Regions from separate parts of the Zea mays genome. Here region 2 is linked to region 1. A link is a contact called in public Hi-C data. All regions are on one chromosome and are shown on one strand. Each heading gives the region's core, a stretch centred on a gene start, on an enhancer-like site or on the middle of the called end of the contact. The rest is flanking DNA. Distances are from core to core; before and after follow the strand shown. Region 1 holds the start of LOC100191942. Region 2 holds the start of LOC100304236.

The links. Hi-C and Micro-C count contacts between places; a contact is called where the count stands out from the background.
Region 2: a Hi-C map of leaf shows a contact between it and region 1, with 7 times the contacts expected there. The contact joins the promoter of LOC100304236 here to the promoter of LOC100191942 in region 1. A contact is called at or near these places in 8 of 25 Hi-C or Micro-C datasets (bundle sheath, ear, endosperm and 2 more).

The regions. Positions count from the first base shown.
Region 1 is chr7:159,220,126-159,226,110 of Zm-B73-REFERENCE-NAM-5.0, reverse strand. LOC100191942 reads left to right here and starts at 2,473. Exons shown (of 19, transcript NM_001361608.1): 1 at 2,473-2,925; 2 at 3,053-3,149; 3 at 3,744-3,862; 4 at 4,086-4,253; 5 at 4,455-4,583; 6 at 5,196-5,256; 7 at 5,620-5,723; 8 at 5,817-5,900. The coding sequence starts at 2,767.
Region 2 is chr7:159,429,389-159,435,466 of Zm-B73-REFERENCE-NAM-5.0, reverse strand. It overlaps LOC100304236, which reads right to left and starts at 2,667. Exons shown (of 29, transcript NM_001361390.1): 1 at 1,953-2,667; 2 at 1-248. The coding sequence starts at 2,543.

The DNA of each region.
Region 1 (5,985 bases), core at 1,224-3,723:
ATTTGCCTATTCACCCCCTAGGCGACTTTCATGTACATGCATCAATCATGTCGACATGTGTGCGCACGCGAAATATACCATGAAATACAATAAGTACAAAAGGTTGCTCTGGTTACTAACTGCATCATACCAGGTGGTACAGATGTAGCACCCTAAAAATTTAATTCTAGAAAATTTCTCAAACTCGTTCTAAATTCAAGATAAATTTTTAAATTTTATTTCAAAATATTTGTTTGCGAGTTGATCTCAACAAAGGAAATATAGTGGTATATATTCTCTCCAAAATTCTCCTCAAAATATCCTAGAAATATTTTTTCCTAGTGACCCTCTTCAAATTCTTTCCATAAATAATATTTAAATATTCTACCGACATTTCTCTAAATATTTCCTCCAAAATATTTCTCCAAATAATCACAATAGCATGACTAGGTCGTTCATGCAGCAAAAGTATAAGGAATCATTCTAAAACTCATATTACGATGTACTAGCACCATTAAGGCCCTCGTCCTCACTCTAACTCTCTAAGAGCCATATGGGACGTCACCTAAAAAAGAATGATAAGTGTCAGCATACGTCCGACGTGCACTCCATGTATATAGGTTATGCTATTATACAGGTACAAGGTTAGAATGGGACATACGTAGTTGGTTTGATGATAAGTAGAGCCCACAAGTAGAACATGCATGTAAGCTTTGCCGCTTTCTTGAGATATAAAAGTGAGCGGATATCAACACTCAAGGGGTTGATCCAAGATTCACTCTAGGGCATTCATCATAGTCTATTATCCTAACAACAACAAGGAACACAGAACATAGAGGAAGCAAATGGCTTAGAAGTATATATAGTGAGCTTGACTCTAGTTCTTTTTGGTTATGTAACTTGTTCCATCAAAGTAAATACATCCATCAAAGAGGACATATAGTATTACGTACACCGCGGTCTGAACCTATATAAAAATATGCGTGTTAAGGCTTTGATGTCATGACTTCACATCAATATCATACGATGCCAAAACTTACGCAATGCTTCTCTTTCTATCTCTTCTATGATACCATTGATACTCTAGCGTTGTATCAGCGACAATGTTATTGCTATATTTATTTAAATTTAAAACCTTTTAACTTGTGGTAATAGAGGGAACAATGACGACGAGACAATAGACAATAGAGGAAGTATAATAGAGAGGGACTTGAAAAAATTAGTTCTTGAAACAAGTGCACAGGTTCAGAACTTCCAAAGAAATATATGAAACTTTCAAAAAAATATTTTAAACCTTCGAAGCTTAACAAAACAATATTGACTAGACAAAAAGAACACAACGAATCTTAGCTCAAGAGACTATCACATGTTATCCCCCTCTAACACAAAAAAAACACCATGACTCTTAGCTCACCAGAACACCATAGGTTACCCCCTCCTATATATCCTTGCACAAGCAAGATAAACACACTCCCTTCTAATTTGCTATAGATTCATCATTATTTAGAGATCTAATGTATGTATATATATATATAACTAAAATCTGTATTTTTCGTCCTTACATCTTATGCCCTCCTCTGCCCCTCCATCACCTAAATCCTCTTTCGTCCCTCATTTTATCGCATATCGCTCTTACCACTCCTCTTACCACTCCCTGTAAACATGCACACGCAAACCTCCGTTGGTTCTATATCACTCATATCATAAAATAGCTCATTCAAGTCTGCTTATATCGCGACACGTGTGGATATATGACTTGATTTGCGTCTTTCTTGAACTCATAGTACACCTTAATACTCACTCCATTCCAATTTATATTTCGTTTGTCTTTTTTTACTCTAAGTTTGACCGACTCGTTTTATCCAAAAAATCATAATTATTGTTAATTTTTGCCGTGATATTATTTAGCATATAATATACTCTAAATATGACTTTTTATTTTTTATTAAAAAAATCGAATAGGATGAGTCAATCAAACGTGACACAGAAAAGTCAAACGAATTATAATTTGTGACAGATGGAGTATATTCAAATCGATTTAATCTCTCATTATTTTTCCATACAAGATCGATATTTTATTGCATTAGTATTTATTATGGATCATAAAATTTGTTATATTCAAAGTTAGATTAAGTCTAACTAAATCCAAATAACAATGATCACATTATTATTTCCAATATTTACAACACCGAATAAATATTATCCAATTAATTATAATTTTTTAATATTAAATTGATTTAACGTCATAAACATGAATTTATTTACTAAAATGAATAAAACATAAATTACTTTAACGGTCATTTTAACAGTCACAAAATGAATAATTGATAATTGGATTCATTTTGGAAAGCGAGTGTACAAAGTAGTAGAACGTGTTTCACTTCACTTGGATAGTTGAATCCAAGCGAACTTTCTTCTTTTTTACAAACAAATCGTTAGGTCTGCCTCTGACCGTTCTCTGCTCCAGCGCGCGCGCCTGATCGGCCGGAAATTGTTCGTACGAACAAGTGCGGACGCGGGCAGATCTGGCTCCTCGTCGGCAGCCCGGCGTCAACGAACCAATCCGGGCAGGCAGTCAGTTGTCAGCATCAGCCACGACCAGCAAACCTCCGTCCCCGGGGTCCAGCGTCGCCCTCCTCCCACGCGCTGCGGCGCTGGAGAATAATTTGGGCAAAAGGCAAACGCATTGTCGGCTGTAAAGGGTAGAACGTCTCCACTCTCCCGTACGCCGATACCCACTGACGCCACCGCCCGAAGCCTCCCCGAGAAACAGGAGCCGGCGCGGGGATGTCGTCCATCTCGCGGAATCTCCGGCGATCCCTCGCCCCGGACCGCCTGCGCCGCCTCTCCCAGCACCCGCGAGAGTATGTGACGTCGGAGTGCCACCGCCCCGTCGTCCTCCACAAGCGCGGCCCCGACATCCTCCACGACCCCTGGTTCAACCGGGTACGCCTCGGTTTCCGTTCCGTTCCCACCGGCTGCTCGCGGGCGGGCGGGCGGTGGTGCTCCCTGTGACCCTGTCTAGTTCGCGCTCTTGGGGGTTCTGAACTTGTGACGCTGCTGGCTGCTGCAGGGCACGGCGTTCTCGATGACCGAGAGGGACCGCCTCGGCCTCCGCGGCCTGCTCCCGCCCAACGTCGTCTCCTCGCAGCAGCAGATCGACAGATTCAGTACGTGTGCCCCGTCGACGAGCCGCTTCATTGCTTGCTCTGGCTTTTGGAGTTTGCTACCTGATGCATGAATCGCTGGGGATCTAATTGGATCGGCCGCTATAATGTGCAAATGATGTTTCTACGAATGTGGTCTTGGTGTTGGGTCATCCCTGGAGTTTAGTTTGAGGTTTGGACTTTGGAGATTGAGTCAGCTCAACCAGTGCTCCAATTGCTTAGCTTTAGGATGATACGGGTGCTAATTTCTTATGATCGTTTCTAGAATCACTGATGGACCTTTATAGCCTCAACTATCTGTAGAAGCTATAAACCCTAAACCCTACAGAAAAGCTTCCCTACAATTAAAAATTTACAATAAAGTACTAAACATATTTATGGCTCGAAAGCTTAAGTGCGGAAGTTGCTCGATTCTTATCCACTGCTAGAGCTAGAGCTAGAGCCTAGAGGAGATGCATCACTGCCGGGTGGTATGCCAGCTGGGTTACTCTTTACAGTAACTCTTTAAGCCATTTGAGAAAATTATAATTACTGAAATAGACTGTAACAGCATTCTGCAATTTTTATTTTAAAATCTAATTTATACTTTGGTTACAGTGCTTGATCTGAAACGGCTGCAGAGATATGCAAGAGATGGCCCGTCTGATACTTATCCATTGGCAAAATGGCGCATCCTTAACAGATTGCATGACAGAAATGAAACGATGTACTACAAGGTGTGCGCCTTCACAGTCCACACATTCATCTAGTGACATCCTTATTCCTGTTGATGTTGCATGTTCTGTTAAGGAACAATATCTTTGGTTTGCACCTCCAATGTGTGGTTATGCACCTTCTGTGTTAACTTTGTTTCCCTTGCAATATCAAACATAACTGATTGAGAACTTGTTGAATTCTGTTTCGAAAATGATTGCCTTGTATTGTCTCATTTTTCAATAGGTACTAATAGATAACATTGAGGAGTATGCACCTATCGTTTACACACCAACCGTTGGACTTGTTTGCCAAAACTACAGTGGTCTGTTTCGACGCCCTAGGGGAATGTACTTTAGTGCAGAAGATCGTGGGGAGATGATGTCCATGGTGTACAATTGGCCAGCTGATCAGGTATGGGTCAGTTCAGTGCTTGCCCGGTGTTCACTTAGTAATTGTCTTCTGTAGTTGAGCTATTCCATTACCTTTAAGGTAAAGTACAGTTGCGTTAAGATATGCCTTTTGATCCTTTGCCTTTTGGAGATCTAAAAGGACAAACATTTCCAGAACTTTTTGTACAATTCCAAAAATGGTTATTTGGCCATTCTGTTTCAGGTTGACATGATAGTGGTGACTGATGGAAGCAGGATATTGGGTCTTGGTGATCTTGGGGTGCATGGTATTGGCATTGCTATTGGAAAATTGGATTTATATGTTGCTGCTGCTGGAATAAATCCTCAAAGGGTGTGTTGAATGGTTCTTTAGAACTCTAATTTCAGATTATTCCCCTCTTTCCCATCTTATTTTCAGTTCCACCTAAACTGGCCACCTTTTGCAGCCAAATAACTCTTCAAATGGAAATTGTTCTTTTGTTGATTTGGTTGGAGTAAATTTGATAATTTAAAAAATCTCAAAGAAATATGCCCATGGAAGATATTCATCAAAAACCTATTTGACATCTGAGTGGATTTTTCTAAATGGAAATGCACGTGCAACACACATGTGTATATGAAAACAATTATATCTTATACAATAAAAGAATAACAATGTTAGACTTAGCCCGTAGAAGCAGACTAATAAAAAATATTAAGCTATTAATTTATTACAGTTTAATCTATCAAATCATGGTACATCAAAATTCACATAAAAATCCAAGATGCGTTACCCTTGCATGATAATATTAGGTATAGAAAGGGAACCATGTTTTTAATGAAACGATAATAGCTTGTAGAGTACACTAGTGTTATCTAAAACAGAACTCTCAAGTAATCTACTGTTGTTCCTTTACTTGCTTACTGTTGGTTTTCGTGTGGACAAATCTTTCGTGTCTTTCATTTCTTTCTTACTTTTTTCTAGGTTCTTCCTGTTATGATTGATGTCGGAACGAACAACGAGAAGCTCCTTAAGGATCCTCTTTGTAAGTTCGTGCAGTATTTAATTATCTATCAAACACCTAGTTTTGTTTTCACACTTTTGTCATACCAAACACCTAGTTTTGATTTCACATTATGGCCACTTTCTAACTGTAAGGGCTAGTTTGGGAACCTCATTTTTCCAAGGGATTTCTATTTTCCCAAGGGAAATTAGTTCATTTTCCCTTGGGAAAATAGAGTTGCCAAACTAGCCCTAAAGGAAAAGACCATGTAGCAAGTGCCATAGATTTCCATGTTTTCTAACACATATAGTGATACCTGTTCAAATTAGATACACTTGATACTCAGCAATATATCAAGAAAAATTGTCATGTTATTCCATTTTTTCTTGATTTCTTATCATACAGATCTTGGGCTACAAGAGCACCGTCTTGAGGGAGATGAATATGTTTCAGTTATTGATGAATTCATGGAAGCTGTTTTTACTCGCTGGCCTAATGTTATTGTACAGGTGCTATTTTGACATTCTATGCTTCATTTCATTAACATTTTCATTATGTGAGGCTTTATCCGAAATCATATCACAATACTTGTATTTTTGTAGTTTGAAGATTTCCAAAGTAAATGGGCCTTTAGGTTGTTGCAGCGTTACAGAAAGACTTATCGCATGTTTAATGATGATGTTCAGGTCAGTTCTAATTTCTGCAAATTCGTTCCTAAGATTTGCTGTCATGTTTGTGCCAACGTCCCCTAGTTTTTTGTGATACCATTGC
Region 2 (6,078 bases), core at 1,418-3,917, 210 kb before region 1:
ACAAGCCATGACAAGAAACACCTGTCATCAATAAGAGGGCACCACTGGCTGAGATCCCAATTCATATCCTTCAGTGCATTAACACTTAAACACGGCTCTCTGCATAAAAGAACGACAACATTCTCCAATTTTGCTGAGATAAACCCAAGAAGAAATACATTCCGACAGCCACAGTTGTAGCATTCAAGGATTGTTTCTCCCAAAGGGCTATCCTTGTGAAGGCACACTTCCTTATGCTTTGCCCTAACCTGCAAATGATAAACATATGGTTATGACCATGTATACTGAATTTGTTTCATTTAAATGGGTAAAGGTAGGTGGATTCTTACACAATAACACAATAAGCATATGATTCAGAATGAGTGATCTAGCCTACACTCAATGCATTTATTTGTATACAAAGCTTATGGGTGACTGTAGGTAGCAAGTATATGCTTATAATCAACTAGGCCAAACGTTCACTGTTAGAGCATTGACATTTGACATCGTAGATCAAGCTAGAAATTTTGACGCATTGCCAAACCACTGAAGCTTGGTTTACATATATATGTTCTTTTCGGTGAGAAGAATCATAGTCTTTCTAGAACTAGATAAACTTGATAGGATATCATCACTGTTCTCCCACCAGACTCTCTCCATCCTTCATTTCACTTCTAAATGGACCCATGCCTCAGCTTTTGTACTAAGCATTTTTCAGGATGTACTTGTACCAGTCCTTGGTTTGCTTGGACAACCACCACAACACAATGCCAAAACATCAAAAGTGTGTCCACTGTCCAAGGACAATGGTGTGCTTGCATGCTGCGAGTTGCCTAAAGGATAGCAAAGCTGCTTATGAAACACCACAGAGCCTCTCAATAAGGAATCAGGGTTGCAATATAATAAGTTGTAGAAACAGATGTGTTGACAATTTTTTTTAACAAAAGTTATATCCATGTTGCTGTCATAATGTTGTGTTCTACACTCCTACTCATACGGTTTGAGATGGTCTTCACTGAAAATTAAATTAAACTGATAGCAAACTATTTAGACAGTATAAGTGACACCTTGCAAATGGGACTTAACAATTAAGACCCTAGATACCAAATAGGAACGAAATGTCTTCACTGCAAATACAGCTAGCTTCCTAACCAACTATTTAAACAATATGTCCAAGGACCCTTTGCAAATGGGTCTGAACAATAGGAACCACTTTCACAAAATGTATCAACCATTCCATTAGCACAAAAAATCAAAAGTTAATACTGCTACTGCACAACAAAACCAAATACGCACATCTAGCAATCGTCGCATTCCCATTGCAATGTCTCCCACAGATACAACAGTATACTACAAATTTGCTTATTCTCAACCTAATTCAAGAGATAATTAACATGACATTCTCCTCAGAGTTATTTTATCTATAGTTCTATACTTATTTCCACCAGAAAACCTTCCAAGTCTAAAGCCACATCAATGCAGCATGGCTAACAAATTACAGCAACTAGATACACCGACACTATGGCATACCATGAAAAATACAAAAACTAACTAACCGACTCATGGCATCAATTTACCAATTTTAAGATGGTACCGATCACCTCCTTAGCCACCCCCGCATATAATACGAAAGACATGCTGCTACTTGCTACAACATCTGAGCAATAGTTTACTTATAGAGCCATAAAGTGCACCCCAATAAAGCATGATGTCTTCTTTTAACAACTAAAAGGCCTAGAATTGATTCAAAGCAGACTATTGTGAAACAGAGCCCACTAAGTTCGTTCCTAAGCAATTATCAACAAATTTGTACGACAAAATCTCACTCGTTCAGTTTCTAAAAAACAATTATCAACAGACTTGTATGACAGAACTCTGATTAATCAGTTTTTAAGCAATTCTCAACAAATTAACATCTGAGTAGTCTTAAATTCTAAATGAGCTATGCCATGAAAAAAGATAAGTAAACAAACCAGGTGGTTGACAATGTGGGAGCCAGAGGTGTTCCCCCGCGAGTTACAGAACCACTTGCGGCAGGAGGGCACGTTGCACCTCGCCACGCATGCAGGATTGTGGATCCCACAGTACCGGCAGGCGTGTTCCACGAAGTCTCCCTTGCCGTAGTCGTACCCGTCCTCTCCGGCGCCGGCTCCAACAGGATCCTCGAAGCTGAGTGCGGCTACCCCGGAGGCGAGCCCATCTGCCGCAGCCAACGAGCGCGCCTTGGAGGCAGACCGCGGCGACGGCGAGGAGGAGGAGGCCGGCGGGGTGGGGACGTCCAGAGACGTGAGATCGGGTTCAGCGGAGGCCGCGTCGGAGGGCGGCGGCGGCGGGGCAGGCCACGACGAGGACGACGCGCCAGCGCCGGGGATGGAAGACGTCAGCGGCGTCGATCGGGGCGGCGGTTGAGAAAGCTCCGGAAAGTCGGGGTAGTCGAATTCGTCACCCTGAGTGTTGAACTCAAGGAAGGTGTAGGCGTCGCCGGCAACGGAGGCGTCCGGCTGAGAGGCCGTCTCATACATGTCTATCGCGGCAGCGGAGGAGGAGTGCGACTGCGTCGCCATCCCCGCGGTTAGGGTTAGGGTTTTGTCGCTAGCGGCAAAGCAGGGCTTGGGAAGACAGGGCGAATCGGGAAAAAAAAGGGGAGAGGTAGCATGGTGAAGGTGTGGGGCCGGGGTTTGGTTTGTTGAGGTTGAGGATTCCACTGTGCACGGAAGAAGTGGAGAGGCACCGGTATGCCTTCCCTCCTCGAGCCTACGCTCCGACGGGCGACGGCTACGCGCCGAATTTTTTTTCCAGTTTGGCTCATTTTTTTCGAAAAAAAATCACGTTTAGACCCTACGAAAATTTAATGTCATTTTTTGACTCTTTATTCAGCGTCATAGGCTATGACGCCGAGATATCTGTTACGCTGGAACAACCTGGATATCGTGCCGCCGATGTGGCGCCGAGCTCGGTTATATAAGCGAAGCGGCGAAACCCCACGGAAGCGACGAGACTCAATTGCGCGAAGGAGGTCGGGCCGAGCGGCACGCGTACCTTCCAGGTCGGTGCCGGCGTCGGACTCGCCGCCCTTCGTCGCCGCGTACGGCTCCATCTGACGTCCCTCGTAAGCTCCCGGAGAGCGGTGATTGAGCTCACGACGGCCCACGTACGGCTCAATCGAAGCTCAGGCGAGCGAGCAAGCACAGGAACCTCACGGAGCCAAAGGGAAGAAAAAATTATTCCAAAATTTCTTTTTTTCTGCGCCGCTGCAGTGCAGCTCGCTGCTCCCTCGCGGTCTCGCTCAGCCTGCCTGCACTCACGGCTCACCTCCCGTACGCGGTCGCGTCGCGGTGGCCTTTTGTAGGGAGAGGGATTGGGGGGACGCCGGGACGTGGGATCGGGAGTGGTCAGTGCTGATGGGGCTTTCCGTTTGGCGCTGGAGTGCCCCCTACCCCGGAGACAACGGGCGAAAGCGTGGATTCGCTCGGGCAACCACTGCCGCAACCATGCGGCGTTGTTTTACGGGGACGAGTACGACGTGGCGCAACGGCGGATAAGCCTGGGATGTCAGCCTCTAAACAACCGAGCTCGGCGCCAAGATCTGTGGCGCCGAGCTCGGTGCCACGTCGGCGCCACGGCGTTCGGGTTATGCCAGCGCAGCAGGTACCTCGGCGCCATAGGCTATGGCACCGAGAAAAGTGTCAAAAAATGACATTAAATTTTCATATGGTCCAAATTGAGAGCACCTAGAGGGGGGTGAATAGGTGATCCTGTAAAAATCTAAAACTTATAGCCACAAAACTTGGTTAAGTGTTAGCACAATGGAATCAAGTGGCTAAGGACCGAGCTCTTGTGAAACACAATGGTTACAAAGAAACAAGCACAAGAGACACGGTGATTTATCCCGTGGTTCGGCCAAGTATAACACTTGCCTACTCCACGTTGTGGCGTCCCAATGGACGAGGGTTGCACTCAACCCCTCTCAAGTGATCCAATGATCGACTTGAATACCAAAGTGTTTTTCTTTCTTATACTCTCTCCCGTTTGCAAGGAATCTCCACAACTTGGAGCCTCTCGCCCTTACAATTGATGATCACAAAGAAGCACGGAAGTAAGGGTGGGAAGAGCAACACACACAAAACTCAAAGCACAAGCATAATCACGCACACAAGCCACAACTTGAGCTCACAACACAAATCAAGGAGTTCTCTACTCAAATGGAGCTCAAGTCACTATCTCAAAGAATCGAATGTGCGAGAATGGAGTCTTGGTGCTTAGGAATGATCAAGGAATGCTTGGTTGACTCCTCCATGCGCCTAGGGGTCCCTTTTATAGCCCTAAGGCAGCTAGGAGCCGTTGGAACCCAACAAGGAAATTCTTGCCTTCTGTCGGGTGGCGCACCGGACAGTCCGGTGCACCACCGGACAGCCACTGTAGCATGTCCGGTGCGGATCTCCTTCCATTTCTGGCGCAGCCGACCGTTGGATCTTCGGGCTGGTTGGCGCACTGGACAGTCCGGTGCCCCCAACCGACCGTTGGCGTGGGCCACGCGTCGCGCGCGGATTGCGCGGCCGACCGTTGCTCTAGCGGCCGTTGGCTCACCGGTCCGGTGAATTATAGTCGTACGCCGCCGACGAATTCCCGAGAGTGGCCAGTTCGCCAGAGCCCAGCCTGGCGCACCAGACACTGTCCGGTGCACCCAGACTGTGCTGAGTCTTGGCTGCTTCGAGACAAGTTCTCTTCTTCTTTTCTTTTCTCTGATTCTAGCACTTAGACAAATATATTAGTACACAACAACCAATGTACTAAGTCTAGAACCATACCTTCTTGTCGATTTTCACTTCATCCATCATTTGGCATATAATTACTCACTCAATATGTGTTGGGCACTTAATCACCAAAATATACTAGAAATGGCCCAAGGGCACATTTCCCTTTCAATCTCCCCCTTTTTGGTGATTTATGTCAACACATCAAGAAGCAACAACTAGAAGTGCAACATCAATGCAATTGAGAACAAAAAAATATCCTTTACAAGATTTGACATATTTGGATCATTCTTTGCCACCACTTGGTTTGTTTTTGCAAATCAAATTCATTTTCCTATCTCTAAATCAAACTCACTTATTTGGGCATAAAGAGAGATAATCCAAAAAGAGAAAATGATCAAGATCCAAAAACTCCCTCTTTTTCCCATAATCATAAATTCTCCCCATAAGAGACAAAATTTTGACAAAGAGAGTATTTTGACAAATCAAAAGTTCTAACTCTAATATTTTCAAAGTTCTCAAGTGGTAGCTGATCCATTTGCTTTGGCCTTAATTTCTCCCCCTTTGGCATTAAGCACCAAAACGGGATCATTATTAGCCCTTAAACCCCATTGCCTCACCAAAATCGTCAATTAAGAGTAAAAAGGCAATAAGAGCATGGAGATGAACTTGGAGTAAATTACCCTCTCATCGGAGTGCAGAGGAAGTCTTAAATGGTCCAAGTTCACCTTTCCCTTTCAATCCACCTTTGAGACTAAATTAAGTAAACTCAAGCACACGGTTAGTCTCAAAGGGTCAAGTTGTAGCACATCTCCCCCTAAATATGTGCATCACTCACACATGGACTTTTGAGGTCCGGGGATTGCTTGCACAACTTGAGCACCATAAATAAACAACAAAATGCATAAAGAAACATGATCAAAGACATAAAACACATGTATGTTATAGATCAATCCAAGTTACGCGAATCTAAGACATTTAGCTCACTATGCAGCCTGCAAAAGGTCTTCTCATCTAAAGGCTTGGTAAAGATATCGGCTAGCTGGTTCTCGATGCTAACATAAAATACTTTGATATCTCCCTTTTGCTGGTGGTCTCTCAAAAAATGATGCCGGATGTCTATGTGCTTTGTGCAGCTGCGTTCAACAGGATTGTCCGCCATGCGGATTATACTCTCATTATCGCATAGGAGTGGGACTTTGCTCAGATTGTAGCCAAAGTCCCGGAGGGTTTGCCTCATCCAAAGTAGTTGTGTGCAGCACTGTCCTGCGGCAACATACTCGGCCTCAGCGGTGGATAGGGCAACGAAAGTTTGTTTCTTAGAACTCCACGACACCAGGGACCT